Linked DNA regions of Sus scrofa: all the other regions are linked to region 3. A link is a contact called in public Hi-C data. All regions are on one chromosome and are shown on one strand. The core of a region is the stretch at or near the end of the contact, and the rest is flanking DNA. Distances in the headings are between cores, read along the strand shown.

What was found. Hi-C and Micro-C count contacts between places; a contact is called where the count stands out from the background.
Region 1: a contact with region 3 is called in a Hi-C map of skeletal muscle, with 9 times the contacts expected there. The contact joins the promoter of TIMMDC1 here to the promoter of RABL3 in region 3. A contact is called at or near these places in 1 of 47 Hi-C or Micro-C datasets (skeletal muscle) and 1 of 2 datasets of contacts at active chromatin or transcription factors (skeletal muscle).
Region 2: a Hi-C map of embryonic fibroblasts shows a contact between it and region 3, with 1.6 times the contacts expected there. The contact joins the promoter of CD86 here to the promoter of RABL3 in region 3. A contact is called at or near these places in 1 of 47 Hi-C or Micro-C datasets (embryonic fibroblasts) and 1 of 2 datasets of contacts at active chromatin or transcription factors (alveolar macrophages).

What each region holds. Positions count from the first base shown.
Region 1 is chr13:140,757,200-140,760,761 of Sscrofa11.1, reverse strand. TIMMDC1 (complex I assembly factor TIMMDC1, mitochondrial) reads left to right here and starts at 2,064. Exons shown (of 8, transcript XM_021070323.1): 1 at 2,064-2,195; 2 at 2,296-2,573. The coding sequence starts at 2,380.
Region 2 is chr13:138,463,241-138,467,006 of Sscrofa11.1, reverse strand. CD86 (CD86 molecule) reads left to right here and starts at 2,266. Exons shown (of 6, transcript NM_214222.1): 1 at 2,266-2,311. The coding sequence starts at 2,266.
Region 3 is chr13:139,607,513-139,610,976 of Sscrofa11.1, reverse strand. It overlaps RABL3 (rab-like protein 3), which reads right to left and starts at 1,813. Exons shown (of 8, transcript XM_021070305.1): 1 at 1,300-1,813. The coding sequence starts at 1,345. GTF2E1 (general transcription factor IIE subunit 1) reads left to right here and starts at 1,494. Exons shown (of 5, transcript XM_021070303.1): 1 at 1,494-1,632.

The DNA of each region.
Region 1 (3,562 bases), core at 815-3,314, 1.1 Mb before region 3:
GTGGCTTGGATTTAGTCCCTAGCCTGGGAACTTACATATGCTGTGGGTGTGACATAAAATAAAATAAAAAAAAAAGGAGGCTTCAGTTACCCAAAAAAGAAGGGAGCTATGGAGTTAATAAAATTTGTCTGTTATTATATCCTCATTTGTATCTACAAGGTAGAGAATTTGGGACATTTGACTTGTATATGAATGATTTCATATCTGCCCAACACTCCCATCCTCCAATTCAAAGTCCTTCTCATCCCAGAATGATTCTGATGTCATCTCAAGCATTTAGATTTTCCACATGAAGACTAGAGAGCCTGCACAGCCATTTCCTTGGGCTTTCAGACCTAAAGATTTTAGTCTGGTGCCTACCTCTGCCTATATGGGATAAACGGCAACCTGGAGTCAGAGCCAGGAGTCAGGGGATCTGAATTTTTCATTCGACAACCTATGTGCCAGTCATGGTAGGTACTGGAGACACAGATGAATAAACATAGTCTCTTGACCTCAAAGTTAGTCTATTGAGACACATAGCAAAGAGGAAATCATGATGCAATGTAGTAAGTGCTCTGATGGGAACTGAATCTAATCCTCTCTCCCAGACACTAGAGAGCTCTTCCTGGCACTGTGATTAGACTAACTCAGCTAGTCACTCTATCAGTCACTTCTCTGGACCATATCTAGAGACTTCCAGCTATCAAATTCTGGAATTCTCTTTACTGTATCCTACTAAAGATTGTAATTATTTTGAATTATTCCTAGAAAGGAATAAATGATGGGTAGGAATTGGCGAAGACAATGTGTATGATTCCTAGCAAAGATCAGATGAAATTACACAAATCAGGAGTTCCCTTCATGTCTCAGGGGTTAACGGACCCAATTAGGATCCATGAGGATGTGGTTCTACCCCTGGCCTGGCTCAGTGTTGGTGATCCTGCATTGCCCTGCCTTGTAGTGTAGGTCGAAGACCTGGCTCGGATCCTTCGTTGCAGTGGCTGTGGCTTAAGCCAGCAGCTGTAGCTTGGATTTGACCCCTAGTCTGGGAACTAACATATGCTGCAGATGCAGCCCTAAAAAAAGGCAAAAAAAAAAAAAAAAAAAGAAACACAAATCAGTTTAAAAATACTTAACATGCGAGCTGTCTTGTTTTTGTTGTTGTTTTTGGCCGAGGTGGCATATGGGGTTCCAGGGCTGGGGATCAGATCCGAGTACCTAAACCATAGCTAAGGAACCAGGCAGGGATAGAACCAGGCTCCCAAGTGCTGCCAAGACACCGCGGATCCTGTTGTGCCACAGTGGGAATTCCTTCATAAGCGTGCATTTTAATAAAATTATACTTTGAAGCATATGATAGCAGAGGCTGTAGTGACAGGAAATTATTGCTGGACTACCAAGCAAACATCTGAGAGAAAGTGTCCTGCCTTTTAAGAAAGAGTAGTTATATGAACCAAGGTGAATAAAACCCATCTTGTGAAGCCCTGAACCGATTCTTCTACATAAAAATGTTCTGGAAATCTGGGTGTAACTGGCAACAAGACCCCTCTTAAAAGCCTCCTAACTTTCTGAAATCGAGAATAGACCTCGCCCAACCTCAGAGGTTTCCCGAGCTATGACAGGGTGGGTTGGGCTTGTAGTTCTGCAAACTGCCTTCCCCTTTCTGTACCCCATTTGTGTTGAACACTGCACTTTCTTCATCTACATTCCTGCTTTTTAAAATAAGCTAACTTCAAACTATTGCATTTGGAGTAGATAAGCAATGAGATCCTGCTATATAGCACAGGGAACTGTATCGAGTCACTTGTGATGGAACATCATAGAGGATAATGTGAGAAAAAGCCTATGTATGACTGGGTAATTATGCTTTACACTAGAAATTGTCAGAACACTGTAAATCAACTATAATGGAAAAATAAAAATTACATAAAAAATAAAATACGCTAACCTACTTCAGCTAATGACCCGGTCTGGTTGCCTGGAAACTGCCCCACACAGTTTCACTGGCGCAGGAGGCGGGGGCCAGACGGTGCAGAGAGCTGTTACACGCCGCCAGCTCACTTCCGGCGAGTCAGCTTGCCACCTCTAAGATCCGTCCCACCTCAAACCGGAAGTGCTTCCGGCTCCGGCTCCGCCCTCGCCCAGCCCAGTAGCCTTTGCCCTGGTTGGGGCGGGACTTCCTGTCTCGTGTGTCCAAGGGCTTCCAAAGTGAGGTTAGTCTGGGAGTGCAGGTCTGTCACGGTGTGTGGCTACCGCTACGGCCGCGAATTTGCTAGAGCGTAGTGTACCAGTATTCGTCACTTATTCTTGCAGTTATCTTCGCTCTTCTCCCACGGCGCCTCCCGGAGACCTTGGGGCCCTGAGCGCCCAAGCTGTCCGGCAGGTTCTGAGGAGACCATGGAGGTGCGGCCGCCGGCTCCACGGAGCTTGCTCTGCAGGGCGCTGAATCCTTTCCCTCGGGTCTTTGCTGCTGGAGCTGTGGCCACCGATTCCAAGGGTCTTGCGGAGGACCTTAAGCTGCCTTCCTGCGTCCCGGAAGCCCGATACCCGGAATCCGGATGGGACCGACTCCGGGAGCTGTTTGTCAAAGAGTAAAAGTGCCTACGGTCTGTGGGGAGGGGCTACGAAGGAGGTGACCTGAAACCTGGGTCATCCGGGATGAAGGACCCCAGGGTGGTGTGATTTATTTTTAAACGGAATTTTGGGTTCTAGTGCTTGTACTCCAAGCTTGTATCCTAACATAGCGGCTAGGTGGTTCTTATGATTGACAGGCCGGTTTTCAGGTGGTAAAGGTGAGCCTCATTGAATGTCAGAGCTTTTAGGGATATTTAGGGAGTAGAGTCTTAGTGTAATTACCTCGATTTTACAGATTAGAAGAATTGGGCCAAGGTACTTGGTGACGCGAGAACCCACATCTGCAGGACTGCAATATTCCTTTTCTTATATAACTTGATCCCAAATTTTGATAGTTTATGACCAATAGCCCTCCTCCCCGGCGCAAAAATGGAAGTTCAGAGATAGCAGAAAGAGTTGTAAAATTTTTATTCTGCTAAATAAGGAATATATAAAAAATAGTAGCAACTATTGTCTCATCATTTTATAAAGAAATTAGCTGGATTCACAAATAAGGATGTTTCAGAATAAAAGAAATAACCCTTTAAATTGAATTAACTTTAATGGAAAACTCACGATAATTAATTTCATCATTGTTTCGTTCATCAATTACTGGTAAAAAGTTTGCCCTTTTATGAAGTACTTTACTATATACTATACTGTGTTATCAACATTGGTTAAATTAACGTCGAAGCTTTATTATGTTGCTGAGATAGTTCAGGCAGGGGAGCTGGTGGAATTGTATTAATTACTTTATTTAGGTTTCATCATCTTTGTTTTAAAGATAAGCCGCCCTTCTTATTGGTCCTTCCAAAATTTATTTGAGATATTTGTGAAGGAGCCTATATAGTATATAACAGAAAAGGGTTATTTTGATCAGCTTTATAAAACCACAGAATGTTGGAGCTGAAAGAAATGTGAAAGATAATTTAGTTTAACTTTCATTCTCCCCACTAAGTCATGCATA
Region 2 (3,766 bases), core at 1,017-3,516, 1.1 Mb after region 3:
GGTGGTAAAATACATTAGTATTAACTGATAGAACACACCATAATAATATGCAACTGTGAGAAGGAGGATATTCAATACGTGCTGATAGAGAACAATCCCCCAGGGAGTGTTTAGTGTGTGAAACTGTGTTATAGCATGCTAACATTTGTGTTTTAAAATAAAATGAAAAAAGAATATGGATCTCTGTTTTCATTTTGCTTTGCCTAAACTAACTGCAAGTAGAGGCAAGAAACTGTTAAGCTGTCACTCCAGTTATTTCTATGGGGGAAAACCAGACTGCTAGGGGCCAGGACTGGAAGGGAACTGCTTTCTATTTATCATCTTTACAGTTTAAATTTAGTACCAGAAGTTTCTGCTGTGGCACAGCGGGTTAAAGATTGGTGTTATCTCTGTAGCAGCGCAGGTCTGATCCCTGGCCTGGCACAGTGGATTATGGACCCAGCATTGCCACAGCTGTAGTGGAGGTCACAGTTGAGGCTTAGAGTTGATCCCTAGCCTGGGGAACTTCCCTGTGCCATGAGTGCAGCCGAAAAGATAATTACTTAATGAATTAATTAATTTAGTACCATATGCAGGTATGACTTATTCAAAAAATTTAGGTAAAAAAAAAAAGATGTTAGAATCTAGAAGGTAAGAAACATAAAGAAACACTTTTAGCCCAAAGGCCTGTGCTTTGTGCTATGGGAATAGAGAGGAAGAGGGTCTAGCATAGCCCTCAGTTATCAGAGATGACTTTTAGACAAATCACCCCAAGGAAAAAATTTCTGCTATTGGGTCAGGTCAGGAATAGCTGTGCCTCTTCCCCTGAGGACTGTTTTGTTGTTGTTGTTGTTTGTTTGTTTGTTTGCTTGTTTAAGGGCTGAACCCACAGCATATGGAGGTACCCAGGCTAGGGGTCCAATCGGAGCTGTAGCTGCTGGCCTAGACCACAGCCACAGCAACTCAGGATCGGAGCCACATCTGCAACCTATACCACAGTTCACAGCAATGCCAGATCCTTAACCCACTGAGTGAGGCCAGGGATTGAACCCACGACTTCATGGTTCCTAGTCGGATTTGTTTCCACTGCACCACCACGGGAACTCCCAGGACTGGTTTGTTTTTAATCTCATGCCAGATCTATAAATTAACTCACCCATCAGCTTTTCCTTTTCACTCTGTTAAAAAGCTACAAGCCAAACTTGTGATCCACATTGAGCAAGGTGGGTAGATTTCTGTGGCAAATATTTAGCACCGGCCTTGCACTAGGCTCTGTTTTGTGTCCCTTCATTTGGTTTGTAATGTTGATCATCTTTCCTATTCTGTGCTTCTCCGTAAGGCACTCTATGGCCTTTTTGGTCTAAGTCAGAGTAAGTGGATGAATGAAGAAAGATGGAGGGCAAGAGAAGAAAGAGAGGATGGAGGTTACAAAGCAATGCCCATCATTTTCCTTGGCTCCATCACATGGATTAAGTGAACCATCTGGTGCAGTGGTTCTCCAAGTGGGGTCTTGGGCCAGTGCCATCATTATCCCCTGTGAGTTTGTCAGACATGAGTTTTACTGACGCTACGAAATCGGAATTCTGTGGACAAGGCCCAGGAAATTGCTTTCACATGCCTTCCCAAGATGATTTTTGAGCACATTAGTTTGAAAATTTCAGGAATGTCAAAAAAAAAGTTTATTTCTATGCATAAATACTACAGGTTGGCTCTGTAGTTCAGGGGTTAGAGTACCAGTCTTGAAAACACAAATATTTTCAGTGTGGCCCCCACCCCTTGCTCATTGACTAGTTAAGATAAATAATGCTACAAACTGCAGTAAATAACCCATCAAAGTTTATAAGCTTAACACAATAAAAGTTTTTTTTTTTTTTTTGTGGGGCGGTGTCAAGAGCTGCTTTATTAATTTCTTCAGCAAACTAGCTTTGCCATCTTCTAAGCCCCTGGACCCCTCCTCTGGGTCTGTTGCACCCAAGAAAGCAGGGAGAGGAGGCAAGAGGGAGGAGGCCTTAGCCTGGGATCTGGAAATAACACCCATCATCTCTGCTCACAATCTGACTGGCCAAAACTCAGTCACATGGCCCACCAAACTTCCAGCAGGGTGGGGGTAGTTCTAGGAAGTAGGGCGTGTCTGTGGGGCCAGAAGGAAAAGAAAATGGGTTTGGTGAGTACAGAGTACGATCTCTGCCACACCCGTGGACCTCAGTGAATTTGAGACTCCATTTGTCCTATTTTGGTTTCGGTTTCATTTCCTAATCAAGGTTTTCTTTTTTTACCTCCAGCACTATGGGACTGAGAAACATTCTCGTTGGGATGGTCCTCCTGCTCTCTGGTAAGCACTCTTTGGCTTTGTAAAATCCTAGAATCCTCCCACTGTCTCCCGACCAGCCTGACTTGCAAGCTGGGGGCTTGAGACTTGGTGGGTTTTACTCGTTTTCCTCCCTTGCTACCATTCACAACACCACACCCAAGAAAGACCTTTCTGGGGAAGGAAGCATGGCGACTGAGAACGAGTATCTCGGCTGATGGCAGGCCCGACCTGAGAGGGAGTCCTACCCCTTCTGTGCGTCCTCCTCCTCTGACAGCTCACACCCGTGCTTCTGGATGCACCAAGGAGGGTAGACGGGCCTGTCTGGGGTGCCTGGGGAGCTGGGGGAAGGCCCCTACTCTGATATGCCTGAGGTTTCTTCTGCTCCTCTGCGCCCATTTCTGACATTCTCGGGCTTTTAGGAAATAGCTGACGGGCTTCTAAAAGTTTCCTTCCAGTAGGGACCAGTGGTTTCCTTGTTCCCTACCTTCCCCCTCCTCCCTGTTGCCCTCTCCACCAGCCTGTGCCTATAGATGATAGATGGCACTGCTTCCTGGGAGGATCAAGAAACCCAGCCCTGCTACCACCTGCTCTGTGACCCTCAGCTAATCACATTGGCTGATTTACATGAAGCCAAGGGGCTCCTCATTTGCTTAGCTGTTTCCAAGCCCTTCTAGGACCCCAGGTGGGACCCTAACAGTGTGGCCACGTGTCTCAAGCCTTGGTAATATTTTCATACGGAAGTTGTTTTAACCGCAAGTAGTTAAGGCCACTGTCTCTCTCCACTGCGACATTTCTCTCCATCGCATTCTCCCCGTTAAGTGACCAAGTTGTGGCCATGGGCATTTTATTTTGCGTTCTGGATTCTTTTTTCTTAAAAGAGACTTTCCCACCGAAAGATATTTTAGAAGTGTCAGGCCTCACAAAACTCAGATCTTCCCTGTTTGCTGCTTTTGTCTAAGTTTCAGTTTCTTCACCTGTAAACTGGGGTTAGTCAAGGTTCCTGCCACTCATCCTCTGACTGGGAGCCTTTAGTTTTTCCCGGCTCACCCCTCCTGCTGCTTGGCTTTCCCTACCCTCAGCACTGAGAGGTAAGGTACCTGGTCTGGTCCAGGTGTGCAGCAAATGGGGAGGGGAGCCGAGCCTACAGCAGTGCACTGACAGCCCCTGACTAACTAGCCGGGCCATGACTTCACCTCCCCCTGATGGCCACACACCAAACCCTTGGCCACTGTTCTCATCCCTGCTGTGGGTGACAGGAGTCAGGACACTCCCTCAGATCGATGCTGGCTGGGACAGGCCTTTTGTGATGTGTTTTCTGCTTAGCACCATGGAGCTTGTTGAATCTGTGCTATAGATGTGCTAACGGGCCACTTCATCACTTCACTGACTTAATAGGTGCTTCCACTTTCCAGGGCTCCTGGAAGGGCTCTTGCTACCTTAGCTCTTGGGGAGGTAGAAGGTATATGTAAGCAAGAG
Region 3 (3,464 bases), core at 564-3,063:
ATATTTTGTAATTCAACTAATCTTCAGGCAATGTAAAAATGTTCTCAACCATCTCCTCTCCCCAACAACTTTATTGTTTGGTCGGGCTGTTTTTCAGGCTCTTTGGGGTCCTTAACACACCAAGCGAGGCCAGGGATGGAACCTGCAACCTCGATTCCTAGTCAGATTCTTTCCACTGCTCCATGAGGGGAACTCCTGTTCTCTTTAATCTTAATTGAAAACCTCTTATGTGCTGGGTTGTAAGAAATAGAAAAATTAAGATGAGGGTCATACTCATCTTAATGCTAAGCCCAGTTTACTCCTAGTGTTAAAATTATTTTGACACCTTGGACACTTGACAACTGGAACTGAAGTTTTCATTTCCCCCTTTCCACTTCACTCTCATTCTGTTTCTCATTATCTCCATTCCTAAGCTCTTTAAAAACTTGGAATAAATGGTAACTTTGCATTTCATAGATATGCTTTTCTGGAGTTGACTTTTGGATATTTGCTCTGATAGACATTGTGTCAGATGTTTGGAGCCATGAGCTGTGGTGTAGATCGCAGACCTGGCTGGGATTTGGCGTGGCTGTGGTGTGAGCCGGCAGCTGTAGCTCCGATCGATTGGACCCCTAGCCCGGGGAACCTCCATATACTCTGGGTGTGGCCCTAAAAAGCAAAAAAAAAAAAAAAAAAAAGAAGAAAAGATTAAAGAGAATAAAGAAAACAAGAAGCCCAGTTGAGCGTAAAAGATTACTACTACCTGCTATTTCACTAAATAATATAGGTTAGTGTTTTAAGCACACAGGCTCTCGGTTCAAACCAGTTCTGTCATTTACAGCCCTCCGCCTCTCTTTTCTCATCTGTAAAATGGGATAACGGGCCTGATCTCAGGATTGAGTCAATATATGCAAAGCACCTGGTACAGTTTCCTAAGCGCACGTTTGATTTCCTTAATTAACAAAATCTCTTAAAGGAAAGGTCCTAACTTTGTCTCAGCACGGCGTCTAATACCACACTCAGTATCCGCATATGTTTTAAAACAAAGGATCACTAAGCTGCGGTCATCTGGTAGACAGATGTAAAAACCTAAAAAAAACAGAGAAAGGCCCGGGCTCCGCGCCCCCAACACTTGCGAAGCCGCGGCTCGCTTAAACAGAGCAAAGTCCTCTGGGAAGTGTAGTCTTTGGGCCTTGAGAGGGATGTCAGCCCCCCGCCAGAGTCAGTTCATCCGCAGATGGGTGGAGAGGGAGTGAAAGGGGAGGATTTTCATATAACTCAAAAGTGTCGGGAGCCCCAAAGGTGGGTTAAGCGGCTCACCTGAGTCTCCCAACACCAGTACTTTCACCCGATCCAGGGACGCCATCTTGCCAGCTCCTTCCTGAGGTTAACGCCTATTCCGGGATTGAAGACCAATCAGAGCTGGGTATGGAGGGCCGAGTCTTCAATGCCATTGGCCAATCGGAATGTGACTGATTTGATTGAAGGCCTCACCGTGCTGATTGGCCTGCCTGGTTAAAAGTAGCGGGTGGTTTCTAAAACTGGTCGCAGGAATATGGCGTTTTCTTTGTCGCATAAGTGGCGTGGCTCGTTTAAGCCGGTAGTTGAGGCGCAGAGGGAAGCTGTAGTGGGAGTGTACGAGGATTCGCTTTGGTAAACCTTGTTCCCTGTTCCTTGTCCTCGGTTCCCTGGTTCGACGTCGCCTTTCAGGGTGTCTTCGTTGCTTTTTCCTTAGCTGTCCTCCTCCCCCTTACTCTTTTGAGTCGGTTCTCTGCTTGGTCCTCCAAAGAACCATTGACCCCGGAGCGGCCCATGTGCGACCTCGGGTAGGACTGGCTTGGCTGCGTCAAGTGTGGCCTCTGGACTCAGCTGGCAGAGTCCGAGGGAATTTAGGGCGTCGTGGTTGTCACAGTGGGGCGGAAACGAACATTTGGGAACGGGGCTGGTCCAGAGGTTTCGCGGTGATAATGCCACTTTATGTATGAAGCCGTGGAGACTATCGTGAAGTGTGGCTAACTGAGAAAAACCAGGTGGATGTATAGAATCCACGTTATTCCAGATTTGGAATAGTAATATATCGAAATCTAACAGAACTCCCCACGTCCACTTCTTCTTTCCCTTCATTTTGCAGTTTGCAGTCAGCAGAATCCTTTAAAATCGCTAATTTGGTGCTGTCACCTCCTGCTTAAAACCATTTGAAGTTTAAGAAGAGGGTTTTCAATACCCTACCTTTCTTTACTCTGGAAGCTGCAGTGGGGAAAGTGAATGGGGGGAGGTGAGGGCTAACAGGGTGGGCATGTTTGAAGAACACGTGCTGAGGAGACCTATTGAAAGTTTTATGGAAATACTTGACCAGCTGTTATCCATACTGGAAAATCAGTGGTGAACAAGATTAAGACCCTTGTCTCCGATGTAGACATTGAGAAAGTATAACTATTCACTGCCACCAAGAAGGGGAAAGAGCTATGGGAGCATGTGAAAGGGGGATGATTCTAAACTGCTAGGGAGAATCTGAGAAGGTGTCTCTGAGGAAATGTCATTTGAGATGTGAAAAATGATTAGGAGAAGGGACTTCGGCCTTTGTTGTGGGGGCGTGTGTAAAGGCTTGGAAGCAGAGAGCATGTGTGGCTCCTGGAATTGAGAGAATGCCATTGTGGCTGCAGATGAGGCTGAGGAGCCTAGACCCAGTACAGAGAGTGCATTCACTTTCAACTTTGTTCTTACAACTCTGCCTGGTGTTTGTGTGATTAGAATACATATGGTTTAAAAACAAAAGCAACTTGCTTTCAGGGGTCTGGGTTAGGTAGGGTAGGGTTGTAGGTGAGACTGATAGGTGACTGATGGACTGATAAGACTAAAAAGAAGAAACCAGACATGGCCCCCAAAGGTCACACACTCAAAAGTCTCCAGAGGCCAGCCAAGCTCCTTCCCTTTTTTAAAGTATCAATTGCTCTTCAGCTGAGTGTTTCCATGTGGGAATATGATCTCACTTTTTCCCTCAGATATTTCCACTTTTGAGAAGTAGCTGAAAATTAAAATTTATGTGATATCTCATGATTTTTATTTCATTAAAAAAAAAATGGGGGGTTTCCTATGGTGGCTCAGCAGAAAATGAACTCTACTGGTATCCATGAGGATGCAGGATCCGACTTTTGTTTTTTGTTTTTTTCCTTTTTTGGGGCCACACCTGCGGCTAGTGGACGTTCCCAGGCTGGGGGTGGAATCAGAGCTGCAGCTGCTGGCCTAACCACAGCAATGCCAGATTCATGCCTCGTCTGCCCCCTGTATTGCAGCTTGTGGGTCCTTAACCCCCTGAGCGAGTCCAGGGATCAAACCTGCATGGATATCCTCATGGACATTACTCAGGTTCTTAACTCACTGAAGCACAACAGTAGCTCCAAATCTCATGATTTTTAAATGTTGACCACTAATTCAGAAAATTTTCAAAACATTTTGAAATCAAAATTAGTCAAATCATGTGGCAG